3 separate regions of the Gossypium hirsutum genome follow, and regions 2 and 3 are each linked to region 1. A link is a contact called in public Hi-C data. All regions are on one chromosome and are shown on one strand. Each heading gives the region's core, a stretch centred on a gene start, on an enhancer-like site or on the middle of the called end of the contact. The rest is flanking DNA. Distances are from core to core; before and after follow the strand shown.

Region 1 (3,871 bases), core at 722-3,221:
TGGTGCTAAGAGTTCAGGGTCAATTCAAAATATGAAGAATAGTTTGAGGACATCTGGTTAAATTAACCCTAAAACATTAATGCATGAATATGGTGTGTATTTACCTTGGTGGATTTGAACATGAGCTGAGCAGGGTAATTAAGAAAAGCCAAAGACCCTTTTGTGAGCCCATGAGAACCCATAAGAACTGCAGAGAGTTTCACATAAGTCTTCCATGGATTCACCATTTGTTTTGGGGTGAAACCTTGAAGATAAATTAGGAAGAGATATACAAATCCTTGAACAAATGTGAAGTACCACCCATAGCTGAAACACAATGAAAACAACATCATTACTTGACCAACAAAAAAATTTGATCAAACCAGTGATAAAGAAATTAACATAGGTTGGTTTTTTCTAGAAAGATCTACGAATTGTCATCAGTCCAGAGTTAACAGACTTCTCAACGAGTTGGTATTGTCATTAAATACCATGTCTCCCCTCTAATGACCTATATCCTATAGGTTGGGGTTTCAAACCCTGCTAATAGTAAATTGCCACCATTTGCATCATGCACAAACCGAGTTGGTGATGCACTTTCGCGCTGTGAACACACATACAGATAGCCTTTTTCAAGCACTTGGGCTTTCTGGCGAGTCTAATAACAAAACCTCGACCTAATCCAAAGACAATAATGACTCGTTTAAAAGGTTTGTCAATTTGGAGTTGACAAATTCTACAACAAGTCAAATTTTGTCCTTGAATACTATGTTCCCCTCTAGTGAACTATGTCCTATAGGTTGGGGATTCAAACCCACCCTCTCCTTTGATGGGTGATCATGTGTGGTGAGTGACTCCCACTTCGTGAACCCGTACTAAATTGACCTCTTCAGACATTCGAATTTTTTTTCGAAGATAAAACCTCAACTCAATTCAGAGATAATATTGACAGTCATCAATCTTCTTCGAAAGAAGTAAACCTCCCTAAATAGAAGCCGCCCCTTTGAAGAAAAACAATTGCAATTACCTGAACTGGAGTCTGTTGTATACATATTCCTGAAAAGTAGCAAAAATAATTAGTCACCACCATTACTAGATCATGCATTAAGCTCTGTTTGGTTGCTAAGAAAATAAAAAGAAAAGAAAAAGGAATCAACTCAATCATTTAGACTTCTACATTTGAGTGCCTCATATATCTCTTCAACAAAAAGACAAAATCCAACACCAAGACTTTTCCTTTTTTTTTCCCAGGCTTTTCCCGCAGAATTCACATAAACAAAAAGAAAAATAAAAAAATACCTCACAAACGCCATTAACAAGGTAACCAAAGAAGAACCCAGAAGAACAAATAAGAAACTGTTTCCATTTAGGTAAATCAGAGAGTGAAATCCCAAACAAGAAACGTGCTTGTTCTTCGTTTTTCATTTGCTGTCTCTGTTTTTTTTTTCACTCAATTTGGTAACTTAAGGGCAAAAACAAAAAGAAGCAGTCAATTTAATTAAAGATATGAAAATTAAGTTGGATCAACCATGTTTATAAGAAAAAAAAACCCTTTAAATATAACTTCTATTGCATGTTGTTGTTGACTTTTGGTAATGATTTGGTTATGTTTAAGTGCTCTGTTTTATGGATTTTTTTGATACAAACAGAGAAAAAACAGAGCAAAGAGAGAGAGAGAGAGAGAGAGAGAGAGAGAGGGAGAAGAAGAAAACTTGAAAGGGTGGAATTTGTATCTCCTATGCGCGTTTTCCCAAGAAAATTTTTATATGAGTTGGAAAATTCAAGGACTAACTTGCCATTTACGGCCAAACTTCATTCTTTATTAACGGCTAATTTTAAATTTTATTGATAAGTTAATTGAATAACATTTTTAAATCACATTATTAATGAAAGGAATTAGTAAATATAAGTAGTTAAGTAAGGGTTAGAATTTGAGATTTGGCTTTTGTATTTTAAAATTTAAAATTTTAATCTAATCATTATCATTTTTGGTAGATTTTGTAAGTTACATACCATGTCATATATACAAGAATTAAATCTTGAATTTTGTACAAGTATAGGGACTAAAAGTATATTTTAACTTTATTCTCAGAAATCGGATTAATATTTTAGTTTTCATAAAGTATAGAAATTAAATTTTGAAAAATTAAAATAGAAGGATTAATTTATAAGTTTTCATAAAGTGAAGTGATAATATTTGGAATTATGTGTGATTGAAACATATCTAATAGTATCGAAATTATTATTTATGTCTCTTACCTAAATTATCATTAGAAAATTGTGGAGAAATGTTAGGAATTAATCTATGGATTATGATTGGTGGTAATGATTTTTTTTCCTTCAAATTTTATGACCAAAATTAAGAAATTATGATATATTTCACTTATCAATGAGATAATTATCATCTTTTTAATTTAACCTAAATACATGTAATAATTTCTTTATTTCTCCATTCCTTTTTGAGAAATTATTTGTACATACAAACCTAAACTTTTGATTCTCTTTTTAAGTATAATAATAATAATAACGTGTCGATTGAATATTAACTTAATTAATATGAGTATTATTGTCAATGTAGGAGAATATGAGCTTGAATGTGTTGAAGCGTATTACCTTTCTATTTATGGGTTAGAGAAATGCTATAGGTAGTTGTAGGCATTATATCAAAAAAAAATTCAGGAGGATTAGGATATAGTTGTATATTTTTATGAAAACTAAAAATGTAATTTCAAAATTTTAATAATTTATATATTTATAATTTTTATCTTTTAAGGTTAAACTATAATCTTATCATATATTAAATTAAAATTTTATATTTTAGAGGTTGGGCTAATTAGCCCCAAATGCCAACCCATGTATTAGAGTCGAACAAGATTAAACCCTTAAACAAGAAATAAAGTTCTTACACAATTAATTTTTTTATTCATAAAATTCGAATTTAAAACGGGAAATAAATTAGTGCTTACAATTAAAAACCCAAACATAACACGTGAAAACAAAAAGGCTCCCTTATTAACGTTTTTCATTTATAAATGTAACGGTGGGAAGAGAGTAATAAATAATTGGGTTTTCATGCACAATAAACGTCATCCATATATATATATTAGTAATATTGCCTCGATATAATTAATAAATGGATGTAAAAGTTATAATAATTTATAATTTTTAGCTTAAAATTAAAATAATTATTCGATTGAATAATATAATATTAGGTAAACTATAAAAATAGTCACTTTTTTAATAACCTAATTTTTAGTAGTGTCGAAAAATAGTGGTTCGAGACCATCAAATCTAACGAGTAAGCTCGTAAATTTTATTATTTAGTATTTGCAAGTCAAATGTGATTTTAGAAAGATTTTTGCATTAGTAATTTGTGTTTTATAAGAATTTATTAGGTCAAGCAGTTTAGAAAATGAGGTATCGAGACCTCATTTCTATAAACCAAGCTGTAAATATTTTTATAAATATTTAAGGAGTGTCATTAAGGTAGTATTAAAGTTTCGTTAGAAAATTTTATTGTTTTGATAATTCATTAATTAAAAAGGACAAAATTGAAAAAGGTACAAAACTTGCTAATTAAAATAAATAGTGATTAAATGACTTAAATGGTAAATTGCGAGGACTTAAAGAGTAATTGGGCCTAAGTGAAGTGGCTGAGGCGGCATAAGCACAAAAAAAATGACAAAATAATGTGATTAAAAGGGCAAAATTGGAAATAATGAAATTTAAAATATCAAATTAAAAATCTAAAGGTTTCTAGGCAGTTCTTCAATTCTCAGCCAAAAATAGTCATAGAAGAGCTCCTTAAGCTGGTTTTTCATATTTTTACTTCAAATCAAGAGCCCGTAGACACTCGTGAAAAAGGAAAATTAACAGAATAATCCCTAAACTT
Region 2 (3,871 bases), core at 525-3,024, 390 kb after region 1:
CCTTAAAATTAATGCGTACTGGGTTATCGGGGAATCGTGCCCTATTGTATTGGGTTTCGATTTTCTGTTTGTTCAAAATAATTGAATATTCCTTTAGAATTTCCCTCTTGTTTTAAAAATTCTAAAGCAAGGCAATGTCCAATGTTTGGAAATTCGAGGAATCGTGCCTTGCCGTGCTGGGTTTCGATTTTTCGTTGGACTAAATAATCGGACATCCTTTTGTAATTTTCAACATATAAACTTTTGGAAGTCAAGAATTTATCGTGTTTTCGAGGGTATAAAGGATCTTGTCCTATCGCGCTGGATGTGATGCTGTATACCTTCGAAACAAGAGAATTTTGACGACTAACTTAAGCCATTCAAATGTTTTAAAAGGAACCATATTTCAAAAATAGCTTTAAATCTTAGACATAAGGACAGTACTTAATCAATTTCGTACCAATTTTGGGCGTAGTGAGGGTGCTAATCCTTCTTCATACGTAACCGACTCCCGAACCCGTTTTCTCAAATTTACGTAGGCCAAAATCGATTTAAATAAAACAAAATGTTTTACTAGGTGACCCAATCACACTTAAATGAAAAAATTGATGGCGACTCCACATTTGGTTTTCAAAAAGTCGATCCCCTTTTTTTAATGTCAAAAATGGTTTCAACAGGAAATTTACATATCAAGTCCCTATATATTTTAGGTCATTATATTTTAGTCTGGTGCCGCCAATTTGTTTGATGGTACCGACAGAACACTATAGTAAATGTATCATTTTGATAAATAATTTCATTAGCATACCATTTGAGTTTTCTTTTTTATTTGTATTGTTGTGGGTAAAAAAGCCATATATATTCCTTATACTACTATTATATATAATTCAATTTATCAACCTAAAAAACTAATTTTTTTTTGAATATTTACGTTATAGATAGTTTATTTAATTTTTCATATGATATGAATTATAAAAATATAAATAAAAAAATAAAAAATTAACATATTGTAAACTTAAAAATGAATCAAGTTTGAGTTTTGCATATTGGAACTCAAGCTTAGCCCATATTTAAACAAGTTTAATTTTTTTTATCTAATCTCATTTTTCGAGTTTAATATTTCTATCCAAATTTTAGATCAACTTTAATATTTCTATCCAAATTTTAGATCAACTTTTAAATTTAATTAATGGGATAATTTAGAAAATGTGGAAGAAATTTGAGCAATCTGGTGGCCAAATTATGAGAGATGAGAAGCCAAAAATCAGATCATATGTTCATTTGGTGGGAGTCAAAAAAGCCTGTTACTATTATTTTCCCCTTCCATTCAATCGTACAATAATATTCACATGCAGCAGCATTGCATGTCTATTACAAATACATCTATTGATGTCACCATAAAAGGCCAAATATTGGTACAAATATTTCTGTACTAATGAGCAATTTGGCAACTAAGAAAAAAATTATTTCATTAAAATTTACAATTTTACTTAGTTTTTAGATTTTATTTAAAGCGTCAAATTTGAAATTAATGTTAACTAAAAATTTAAATACGAATCTTTTATCATTTCATTGTGTATAGAGTTTTTAGACTTGATATGTTATTTTTATAAAATTTAAGAAAAATAAATATATCTTCGATAAAGAAATTAGTCATTATTATCGTTGATGGAGTTATGGTTCTTGTATGCTAACAATTTCGGAGTTGAAGCATTGGGTTAACAACACCATGGAGTTTGGTCCAGTAAGCAATGTTTAACCCCCAACAAATCCTTTGTAAACTTTGATCCTTTAGGTTTAAGAATGTATGACCATTGGGCTGAGTTTGGGGTTGGACCAACAAACAAGTTTGGAATGTTTTGGGCCTCTTGTAATGTTGTAATAGATTTAATGGCTTACATATTATCAATTTATTTCTTTTGATATTTGTGGTAAGAGTGAGTTTGATTTGGTTCAATCTGAAATTTTTTGAATTATTTATGAAAATTCAGTTTAATTCTTATTTTTTCCATATTAATTTCAGTTTTAATTTTTTTGGACTTATTTTAACAAAATGAACTTTATTTTATAACCTTTAGACATTATTTGGTAAATTTTCAGAAGTTTTTCTCATAATATTTCTAAAAAAGATTAATTTTTAAGTAAATAAAAAATCCTTTATATTGTATAAAGTAATTTGTGCGAGTATGAGATTGATAGTTTATTGGTAAAAATACATGAAGACCCTTATACGATGAGTCAAATTGCATTTTGTTCTCTATAGTAAAAAGTGAACAAATCAGTTATTGTACATTAAATCAAAGATTGAATTAATTTTTTCTATTAAAAATTAGCACGATTGACGAAATAATCAAATAGTGACACGTGAAATACCACATTTACCTCATACTAGTGTACAAATACCAATTTTAAACAGTAAAATTGAATGAAATTTTAAACAGGAGAATCAACTTATTATTTTTTTTATAGATAAAGAATAAAAGTAAACAGATTACACCATTTCTTTTCTTGGCATGGCCCAACCAGTAACATCATCAAAAAATACATTTAAAACAAAATAAAATCTAACTCTTAATATAAATATTTTTATAATAAAATTTTGAAAATTTTTTAAATTACAAATTATCAATTTATAAAGGAAAATTAGTGGACAGTCGGCATTTAAGAACATGTTTTGCGGCAATGGCAGGCTGGTCTGCTGTTATTTTTCTGAAAAAATATTTTTTTCAACGTTTTAATAATTTTAAAATAGAGTTAAATGACTTTTTATTATTATTTATTTCTTTACTGCATTAAAGGTATGATTTCTCATTAAATTATGTTAAATGAACCGAAATCGTTTGCAGAAATTTTCATTATTATTAAATGAATTTTTTAAATTATAACAATTTATAAAATAATCATTTAATTTTTAATTTTTTAATAATTAACTGATAACAATGATGATGACAATAGCACAAATATTATAAAAATAAAAAATATAAATCATCAAAAACTAAATCATCTCAACCATTAATGTTGAATCCAATAATAAAAGTATCATTATCAAAATCTTGGCGGTGTGAACTTCATTAATGTAGAAATAATAAAGTTCATAGCTGCCGACCACATCAAACCCAAAAGTTGGTAGGATGTATCAATCTTTATACAGAACTTTGCTGCTTCTTCTTTTTTACATATTATATTATTTTAGTTAAAGAAAATGTTTTGCATGCTCAAATTCCTCCTTCCATTGCCGACCATGCATGAATTACGAGAATATCATTGTTAATATTGTAATTATATATATATATGTAAATGTATATGTCGATTGAGTCTTTAGTTCGATTGGTATTAATATTATTGTCAATATAAGAAAATGTGAGTTTCAATGTGCTGAAGTGTATTATCCTTATGTTTATGGATTGGGAAGAGACTATGTTTAATTTTAAACCTTATGCCAAAAAGAACAGATATAATCAAAACATACAATGAATTAATATTATGTTGAACTTCCACAAATGTTCAACAATACTCAATAGCCTCATGTGCTTGAGAGGAAAAAAATACAGCTTCTTACCAATGAATAGAATTTGCTTAATTATTCAACGACAATAAAATTGACCCTATACTGATTTAGATTACTAATAGCGTGGCAAATTTTGTCTAATGATGTACAATTTTGTGCACCAATAGTGACGTGACATCGTTTGGTGATTGATAAAGCATAGAATTAATATGTTGACTATGTTAAAAGGATTAGCTATCTAGTTAGTTCGCATGTAACTAATTAGTTTTTGCTGCTAGGCAGTTAGTTAATTATTAAGTATAAGTACAGTACATTAGGTGATGAATAAAAAAATGAATTTTCTAGTATTTTAACATGGTATCAGATTGCCAGTTATTTCCTATG
Region 3 (3,871 bases), core at 966-3,465, 260 kb after region 1:
GAAATTTTTAACAAAAAAGATCAATTTGCTCTTTGATTTAATGTACAAAAATTAATTTACCCATTTTTTTAATAGAAAGGACAAAATGCAACCCAACCCCTAATATAGGGACCTCTATGACAATTTTACTAATTACAAAATAAAACCTAGTGTATATTGTATTACCCTTTCTTCGCCTCCAAGCTTTGTACCAAATTGATTGAATACATATTTCATTGAAAACGTCACTGCATATGAACTATATATATATATCATTTGAGAATCTAAAAATCAAAAACCTAAGAGGATAAAAGGTTGCTTTCACAACAATAGATGAAATCAGCCAATCCCTACCTAATTTTCGTCTCTACCACTAAACTAAACAAATGAAAAGAAACAGGCAATAAACTAGATTTCGCTTTTTGGTTTGTTTATTTGAAAAAAAGGAACCAAATTGTTTATGTTTGGGCATAATGTCATGTATTATTATGTTCCATACTCATATTGTTCACCACCTTTGTCTTGGATTGACCAAGACTCGAATCTCTCTTGCCTGGCACTGAGTCAGCTCAGTTTTGTGGACCAAAAATGAGGATACCTCGGACACCAACACGTTTCAACTGATGACACAGTTCAATATTTATTACATTATCCATTGAAGGTTGTTTGCTAGGTGTTGATTCAAGTCAAAATTAAATGTGGATTGAAATGCTAAGTTCATCATTCATCTTTTTCCATCATGAAATTCCCTTCGTAATTAGATTATTCGTATTTAGTTAATAGAGTGTAATTAATTTTTGTTATAATACATAAATTTGATGTTTTTTGTAATTGTGGTTCATATTATTAAAGATATGGAGAGCTATTAATATAATGTCAGTTCTTGTTATGAGAGGTTCAGAGAACCGTTATTCTTTGAGAGCTAAACAAATAATGAAAGAGAGATTGAAATCCAATATGTATTTTCTTCTCTTCCATTTGAAGTATTTATAGGAAAATAACAGCCAGTTTCCATGGTAGGGTTGTGGGTGTTAACATAGGGTGCAATCAGATGCGATTTTGGGGAAACCATATAGGGAATTGTTGGTTGTGGTGATTGATGGGAGTCTTTAGGGTTCTTTCTCATATATTTCCTTCAGATTATATTGATTTCGAATAGGGTAAAGCCATAATTTTTTTTGAAGAAACTAAATATGAATTATAAATTTTTGAGAGAGCTAAAAATATAATTTCTTCATTGCATTAATGTAAAATTTTAAAATTTTCAAGGGATTAAATTATTAACTTTTTGTTTGTAAAAGAGAGTATAATTGAATCTTAAATTTTAAGAGTTCAAATGCAATTTTACATTAAATTAATTTAAAACTTTAAATACTCAAGAGACTAAAAATGCAATTTTCATTGGGAGGGCCCTCTAGCTTCGTCCCTAATATCGGAGATGTGATGTTTGCGTTTACAGGGCGAAGCTTCTTGAGGTTAAACTCTAAGGGTGAGACTCCTTGAGTGAAGCGGCATGTGGATTATGTCACCATAGTTTAGGTAGGTTGGGGGGGTTGTAGTGTTGGGCCTCTATGTTAATGGCTTCTCATATACAATATAATAGTATAACACTTAAATTAAGTTAAATTATTGTTTGAGCTTGGCAATTATTCTCGTATTAGGGTTTGACTTTATTATTATTATTATTTAAGTTAACCTCTAAATTTGATAATTGTACTTACATTTGGGCTTAAACTCTTTTTAGATCCAAGAAGTTAGTCCCTGATATTTTCTTGAAAGCCCTGAATTTCATATCCTAATGTGAAAACAATTGTCAAGTTCAAGCCCCAATATGAGAAATTGTCAAATTTAAGGATTAACTTCGTAAAAAAAGTTTAAGCCCCAATGTGAGAATAATTGTCTAGTTCGAGCTTCATATAGTGATTTAACCCTTTTAAATTTATATGTGATGCTTGATAGCACATAATGTAATTACAAAAGACATTTAAAAGAATCGAGAAAATAAAAAATTGATTTGAATTATAATGATGTTCGGTTTGATTTTGATTCGGTCTAGTTGAAAGGTTTGTTTTCCAATTATAAATTAAAATACTGTAATTATCCGAGCCAAACTAAATCGAATTAAATTAATTTTTATTTTTATAATATAAAAATGAATATATATATATTGTTTTAATTACACTAGCTTGTGAATAAGTCTATTAACCGTAACCGGTTTAAACGTAGTTGTTACGTCGGCAAGCTAGCTGTTAAAGATGTCACGTGCCAGCGAATCCCTTCTTCATCACTGCTACTGTGTAAAAAAAATCCAAAATTATTTCACACAAATCCTAACCCTAAAATCCCCCTTTCAATTTTTTGGTTCTTTATTTTTTTTCCTTCGCAATGGATGGCATAGAGGGCGCTTCAAATCCAATGATGGAGGAGATGCAGGCAAATGGAACCGGAGGTGTCGACGGATCGCCGTTAACTTCTACATCGAGGCGGAAGAACCGGCCAATCGTAAGCGGCGAACCGCTAGATATCGAGGCTTACGCTGGGCTTTACACTGGCCGAACTAAGATCAAGCGCCTCATGTTCATTGCCAACCACTGCGACAATCCCGGTATGCAATTGGAAGCCCTTAGGATGGCTTATGATGAAATCAAAAGGGGAGAAAACACCCATCTTTACCGTGAAGTAGTTCAGAAGATCGACGGTCGATTGGGTCCTAATTATGCGATGGATGCTGCATGGTGCTCTACGATTGAGCGGAAAGCTGAGCAGAGGAAAGAAAAGCTCGAAAGTGAACTCAATGCTTATAGGGTAAATTAAATTATTTCAATTGAATAAAAACTTTTTAATTAAGGCTAGTTTGATCCTTGTTTATTTATTTTTTATTTATTTGCAGACGAATTTAATTAAAGAAAGTATAAGAATGGGATACAATGATTTTGGTGATTTTTACTATGCTCATGGTGCATTGGGGGATGCTTTTAAAAGCTATGTTCGAACTCGCGATTATTGTACTACGTCGAAGCATATTATTCAGATGTGTTTGAATGCAATTCTTGTGAGCATTGAAATGGTTCAATTTAGTAATGTGACTAGCTACGTTAGTAAAGCTGAGCAAACACCTGAAGCACTTGATCCCCCAACTGTTGCTAAGCTATGTTGTGCTGCCGGGTTGGCTCATTTGGAGGCTAAGAAGTACAAGCTTGCAGCTCGTAAGGTTTGTCTACTTATAACTTGTTGTGATGGCTTGTTTTTTCTGCTTGTGTTCGTGTATGGCTGAATAGTGTAGAAGATAATTGTGGTATTTATGATTCATTTGGCTTTTGCATAGGCATGTATCTCTGAAAATGGGTGGTTATTCACACGTTATAATTGAACCAGTCAAATTCTCGCCATTTACCTATTTATTGTCTAGTGACTTGTATTTAAGTTCAAAAGCTATTTTGTGCTATAAATTCAAAATGAATACAGACTTGAGCTTGAGCCTAGTAACTTTAAGGACCAAGTTCAAACAATCTGATAGGCATGGCGTCGCACACCGCTTTCCTACAATGAAGTCTGAAATCTTCTTTTAGTTTTGTTCTGTGTTGTAAGATTATGGAAGAGAACTTATGAGACTTGGCTAGTTTGATATGAGAAAATCAGTATTATATGCTTTGATGGTAATGCAGTACAATGGTTGTGTGCCTTGAGGGTCAAGTTTTGCTGCCTTTTTCTTGTGCAGTCCCTAAAACTTTGTTTTGTGTAATTAATTTGAACTTTTCTTGACTGCTTGGTAAGGTTGAGGGTTTCTTTGATTGGTCAGCTTGCACTGATAATTGTTATACTTCTCATATTGCAACAGAGGGGTTTTGAGATTGGTTGTATTTTGACCAATTGCCATTTCATTGTGGGATTG

What was found. A called contact is a pair of places that touch in the nucleus more often than the background predicts.
Region 2: a Hi-C map of leaf shows a contact between it and region 1, with 2.8 times the contacts expected there. The contact joins the enhancer-like site here to the promoter of LOC107923650 in region 1. A contact is called at or near these places in 3 of 34 Hi-C or Micro-C datasets (all in leaf).
Region 3: a contact with region 1 is called in a Hi-C map of leaf, with 2.2 times the contacts expected there. The contact joins the promoter of LOC107945645 here to the promoter of LOC107923650 in region 1. A contact is called at or near these places in 2 of 34 Hi-C or Micro-C datasets (both in leaf).

What each region holds. Positions count from the first base shown.
Region 1 is chrA12:79,368,807-79,372,677 of Gossypium_hirsutum_v2.1, forward strand. It overlaps LOC107923650 (UDP-galactose/UDP-glucose transporter 2), which reads right to left and starts at 1,972. Exons shown (of 7, transcript XM_016853836.2): 1 at 1,279-1,972; 2 at 1,007-1,035; 3 at 105-306. The coding sequence starts at 1,404.
Region 2 is chrA12:79,758,462-79,762,332 of Gossypium_hirsutum_v2.1, forward strand. No RefSeq gene overlaps it. Among protein-coding and RNA genes, the nearest start is that of LOC107935160, 26 kb to the right of the region's middle. Within about 2 kb of position 1,775, at least 2 of the 9 cell types and tissues checked have an H3K27ac peak or open chromatin away from gene starts, as enhancers often do. A contact at or near this core is called in leaf, where this site is marked.
Region 3 is chrA12:79,626,768-79,630,638 of Gossypium_hirsutum_v2.1, forward strand. It overlaps LOC107945645 (COP9 signalosome complex subunit 1), which reads left to right and starts at 2,216. Exons shown (of 6, transcript XM_016879726.2): 1 at 2,216-2,784; 2 at 2,870-3,190. The coding sequence starts at 2,365.